Regions from separate parts of the Pan troglodytes genome. Here region 2 is linked to region 1. Evidence: chromatin contacts called from public HiChIP or PLAC-seq data. All regions are on one chromosome and are shown on one strand. The core of a region is the stretch at or near the end of the contact, and the rest is flanking DNA. Distances in the headings are between cores, read along the strand shown.

Evidence for each region. HiChIP or PLAC-seq counts read pairs in DNA pulled down with a chosen protein or histone mark.
Region 2: an H3K4me3 HiChIP or PLAC-seq map of stem cell-derived excitatory neurons shows a contact between it and region 1, with 5 times the contacts expected there. The contact joins the promoter of LHFPL6 here to the promoter of NHLRC3 in region 1. A contact is called at or near these places in 1 of 7 Hi-C or Micro-C datasets (induced pluripotent stem cells) and 1 of 1 datasets of contacts at active chromatin or transcription factors (stem cell-derived excitatory neurons).

Annotation. Positions count from the first base shown.
Region 1 is chr14:38,146,332-38,148,955 of NHGRI_mPanTro3-v2.0_pri, reverse strand. It overlaps NHLRC3 (NHL repeat containing 3), which reads right to left and starts at 1,338. Exons shown (of 7, transcript XM_509638.9): 1 at 911-1,338; 2 at 347-499; 3 at 1-71. The coding sequence starts at 994. It overlaps PROSER1 (proline and serine rich 1), which reads left to right and starts at 1,267. Exons shown (of 13, transcript XM_509637.9): 1 at 1,267-2,440. The coding sequence starts at 2,396.
Region 2 is chr14:38,715,589-38,718,212 of NHGRI_mPanTro3-v2.0_pri, reverse strand. It overlaps LHFPL6 (LHFPL tetraspan subfamily member 6), which reads left to right and starts at 1,294. Exons shown (of 4, transcript XM_001147653.8): 1 at 1,294-1,747.

The DNA.
Region 1 (2,624 bases), core at 89-2,588:
GTATAATTCCAGGCTCGTAGGAAATATCCATCCTCTGTGAACACTAATATCTTTGGGATGTTATCCCCTCTCTGAAGGTATACAAAAAATAACTTCTTAGGATCAGTTTAAAGGAAAGGTAATCTGTATCTTGGCGAAGAAAAAAAATAACTGAGAATTTTACTACAAAAACCACTTTCAAAATCTAACATATCTTTCACATTCGAAACCAAAATACTTGAGACCAACTCAAAAATAAATTGCACAATTAGCATGATATAAACGCATATGGTCAGTTACTACAGCAAGACAGGAAGGCTGTTACTTCGTTTGTGTTCATAATTTTTTTAAATCTCTATTTACTTACTTGACCTATGTAAACCAATCCATTGAGGGAGTCAACTGCAACACAAAATGTTGTTCCGGTAAAATATTCTGGGTGCTTAGGCCAACCCACATCCAGCCGGTAAAGAATTTTCTCAGTTCTCCAGGAAACTGCAAAAGTAAAGTTCCTCAAAACCTTAAACAAAATCAGACAATTCAGATTTAGTTTACCCTCTAGGTAAGAACAGAAAAAGGGCGAGGGGGCGGGTAACAGGGCTTATTTTTAAGCATGCCTTGACAACTAGAAGTTTGCTGGACTGAAATAATTCCAAAGAAATGAGCTTAGATGCCTAAAGACCAACACGACCACAATACAAGTCTGCAAATTATTTGAGGATGTAGTAAGAGTTGGGAAAGAGGAAAATGGCGATGTAACATACACAAATTTTTAAACTCAAAGGGTCAAGGCAGTCTGGACCCAGGTGCAGGCTTTGAGACAAGCTACTGAGGGAACCAGGGCCTGCCACCTCCATGCCACGACCGTGGCGACGCCTCCCAACAGGGCCATCCGCACACCCGACAGTCCTTTCCTCACTACCCAACTCACTGGAGAGCCACAAAAACGCGAATGCAAAACCAAAAATGCAAGAAAGAAGCCAGCACCGGCTACGCAGACCCAGAATCTCGCCATGACCAGACGGGAAGCCAGGCGAGGGAGGGTCCGCAGGTGTCTGGGGGAGGACCTGACAGCCTCAGGCTGCAACGGTTTGCAGCGGCACAGAGGGTCTGCCCGGGGCCCGAAGACGCTATCTCCGGTTTCCCCTCCCTGGATGCACGAGCTTTGAGTACGAAAGCTCAAAGAACAGAGACCAGGGCGAATGAAAATCACACAAGACCAGTTCCGGACTTCGTGTGCATTTCGGGGTCCCCGCCCTCATGTCAGGTGCTTCGGGCTGACCCAGTGACCACCCTTTCCCGCCCTCAGGGCAGTCCGCGCCGCTGACTTCCAGTGGCCACCAAAGTATGGGCGCCCGTAGATATGCCTTAATGGCTCGCCATTTATTCTTTTTAATCCAGACGGCAAAATCAAAACATTGCACACTCAGACACGAGGTATGGTGGGGATGTCATTCAAAATAATGACCGCTAGGCTTCGGGAAGGATTTTTGCCACATCCTATTCCTACCATCCAGGCATCCGCTATGGATGCCTATATTCCCACACCAGGACCCCACCTCTGGCTTTCAGGAAAGAGGGGCCCAAGCTGGCGGCGCAGTGTTGAGTTTACTTGCGCGCGACTGGCTTTATTGTAGGTCCCCATGAGCTGGTGGGGGCTGTAGGGGTAACCAGGCAGGGCGCCTGGCGCTGTTGGGGCTGCGTTTTTCCGGAGTCCCCCTATGCGAGGCCGTGCCCCTCTTCGCCCGGCTCCCGGTGCTCCCCAGCCGCCGGCCCGCTCCCGGAAGCTGCAGCAGCTGGTAACAAAGAGCCTGCCGGGCCGCCTGCCGCCGGGGCCGAGGTATCCAGGAGTCGGGCGGAGTGGCTGGGGATGAGCGCGAGCCGGACCATGCGTCCGGGTTCGCGGCGGTGAGGGTCGCGGCCGGCGGTCGAGGCGCAGGTGCGGGTCGAGAGACCGGCGCCTCCCTCCCCGCCGCCCGTGGACTCTGAGCGCAGGTGTTTCTACTCTGCCGGCCGCTCCACCTGGGAAAGCGGCTTCAAGAGCTACCTCTGGCGGCACCTGGCCCTCAGCTGCAGGGAAACCGCACTCAAACCTGCCGCCGAGCCCGGGTTTTTCTGCAAAACTCAGAGGACCTGGCTCTTGCCCGAGGTGCCCTGAACCATTGTGTGAATAAGCTGGGGAAGCCTGACTGGAGTGTTTTTTCTTTTTAATAAAAAAAGTTTTTCTGAGTCTCAGTTTTTAGAAATTTTTTTGCGAAGTTTGCAATACTCTCTACCTCTTCGCATCCTCTCTTGCTCGTGGAGTCTTTTTCCTCCTCAGCTATAAATATTTTTTACTATCGGCGGAGCAGACCAGGGATGAACGTCTTTTAATTGCAAGTATAACTGTTAAAACCACGTCGGGATAGTAGTCAAGATGGATAAAAAGTCCTTTGAAATGGTGCTGGATGAAATTAGAAAGGTAATTACACTCGATTCCATGAATTATTTTATGAGATGAATTCTCGTGATTTAGACTCTCTTTGAGGTACTGTATGGAGATTGTGCAGAATAAGGGTCCTAGGATTGCCAAATTGGTTTGAATTCTCACGTGTAATGGAGGAGTTTATATCTTGATACGTTTCCAGTACAAATAGAAATTAAGT
Region 2 (2,624 bases), core at 45-2,544, 570 kb before region 1:
ATGATTGACACTTTGGCCCAGGTAATTTTGGGGACTGTCCTGTGCACTGTATTTAGCAGAATCTCGGGTCTTTACCAACTAGATGCCAGTAATACTCCCCATTCATGGGTTATGATAATCAAAATTATCTTCAGACCTTGCCAAATATCCCTTTCCTTCTTCAGAATCGCTGTGGTAAAGCTTTATATGTCTGTGCATTTTTTTTTCTGGAAGCCTTATGAGTTTCATCGTATTTTTTAAAAGACCTGTGACCTCAAAAGGCTTGGAACCAATCACTTAAGGTCTTTCAAAATAATAATAAAAGAACACATATCTCCAGCTGTCGTTGTGGGAAAAATGTACACCATCACGGCTAATTAAAATGGTGCAGTCTGAAAATCTGCTATGAAATATATACCTACCAATTTATTACTTTCAACTCCTCTAAAAAGACACCTCACAAAAACTATATCTGCGAAACTGTCTACTTCAAAAACTGCTGTTCCCAGATGGCATACTTCTTAAAATACTGTCTTCAGCAAAGACTCCCACAGTCATCTACTGAATCTAGCTCTAAACTTCTAAAGGGGTTAGTGTTAATGACAAGTGGAAGAAGTCCTCAAGTCCAGAGGGGAACTAAAAATCAGTTGTTTCTCAGAAAAGAAATCAAACGATGGAATAAATTGCAAAATTGATCAGGAGGCAGGATGGAGGAGAAGGGAGGGAGGAAGTGAAGGGAAAGGGAGGGAGGGAGGGAGAGAGAGACAGAGAAACAGCAAGAGAGAGAGAGACCTTTGAAAGAGTGTATCTCTTGGGAGAGGCTCGCTAGAGGTCCGTCCCTGCCTTCTCCCTGGCTCGTCTGGAAAGGCAGCTGCCCCCATGCCATACATGAGCCTTGGGCTGTCTGCTGTGCTTTAATTCCCACGTCCACAACCGCCTCATTCACCGCCTTCCAAAGTGACCACTTCTCAAAAGACTCCTCAAATCTCAAAGGGGCCACTTTACCCACTCTTTAAGGCCTTCCTTCCCGTCTACGGCTTCTTTTAACGGCGGCAGGAAAACAGGAGCATAAACCCGAACAGTAAACCCAGAAAAGCCCCAACAGGCAAAATGTGTCATTTTCCGTGGCCCCTCGGGGTCACCCAGGAAGACAAGCAACTTTCTCCCATACTTCTCGGTCTGTCTGCCTTCCCCACTCAGCTTTGAATGAGACGCAGGGAGAGGGGGCGCGAGGGGGCTCGGGGCTAGGGGAGGAGCCGCGAAAGCTGCCCCCGGAGGTGGGCCTGGACCCGCGCGGACAGCGGGGCACCCCCCACTCCCTTCCCGGCGCTCCAGGAACGTCCCCGGTGCGTCCTGGGTCTGTCTGCGCGGAGTTCCCCGGGGCGCGAGGGGAGGGGACTGGAGAAAGAGGAGGGCCGGGCAGCGGAGGGGAGGAGGCGGTGCGTGCTTCGCCTGCCAAAGGGAGATCCGCTCCTCTGCGTGCGATCCCCGGCGCCCGCGCGCGCCCACAGCGCTCCGCCAGAGCCGCCGCCGCGGACTCGCAGGGAGTGGGGGTCTCCGCTGGTGCCAGCCCGCTTCTGGAGACCCTCCGCCTCCTGCCAACCCCTGCTCTTCCAGGTCGGGCCCCGGGGTTCTGCGGCTGTTAGGGACAGAGGCAAAGAAGGGCAGGACGGTCTGGTTTCCCGTGGATGTTCCCGCCCGAGAAAGACAGCAAGTTGTGTGTGCGCCCGGGACGCGGGAGGGAAGGTAGCCGCCGCCCGCCAGCCATGTAAGTAAATCACTCCGCTGCCCCGTGGGCGTGGGCTCCGCTGCTTTCTCCCGGGCTCCCTCTCTGCCCCGGAGCCGGAGTTGGGCTGCTCCCGGGCTCCGGACTTCCTGAGCTCGGCGGATCCGTCGGCTCTGCCTGCCAGCCGCGTCCGCTCTTGGCGTCTGCCTCCGGGGGGTGCTGCCTTCCCATCCTTATCCCCTCCCTTCGTCCAGAGCCGGCTGGAAAATGCCTCTTGCCCCCTTTTAGAATGGAGGGATCATTGTGTGTCTCCATGGGTGGAGTGGCTCGGTGAGGCAATGGCAGGGGGCTAAATATGGGCTTGTCTTGGCGAGGGCGCCTCACCGCAGTTGGAGATGAGGGCCGCCTGCCCGCAGGCCACCCCCTGCTGGTCTTCCCCAGCCTCGTGGCCCAGATAGATCAACTTCAGCCGCTGACTGCAGTTGACAAGATTAGAAAAAAAAGTAGTAGCCGACCTCCCGTTTGAGTGACATCCAGAACTGAAAATGGGCGGTGGTTAGAGAAAAAACGGGTAGGGGCGAGGTGAAGAAAGGCGGAAATTTGCTATGGACCCTGAAAGCTGGAGTTAGGGGTCCTGGGGGTGGAACTCTAGGGTGGATGGGCTCTGTGCTTCTGTATTCATTTCTTTATAGAAAGTGTGAGAAATGGTTAAGGAACTCTTTTTGAAAGGCTGGGGTGGAAGTAAATGCCCCTGGAACCATTTGGATGACTGGGGTTTGATGTAGAATACTGGGAAGTATGGATTGCTGTTCAGATTAGACAATCATTCGGGGGGGAAATGATTGCAATAAAACTGTTGGAATCAATGAATCAAAACTGCATACTCAAAATAAGTCATACACAGGCATTCTTTTACACT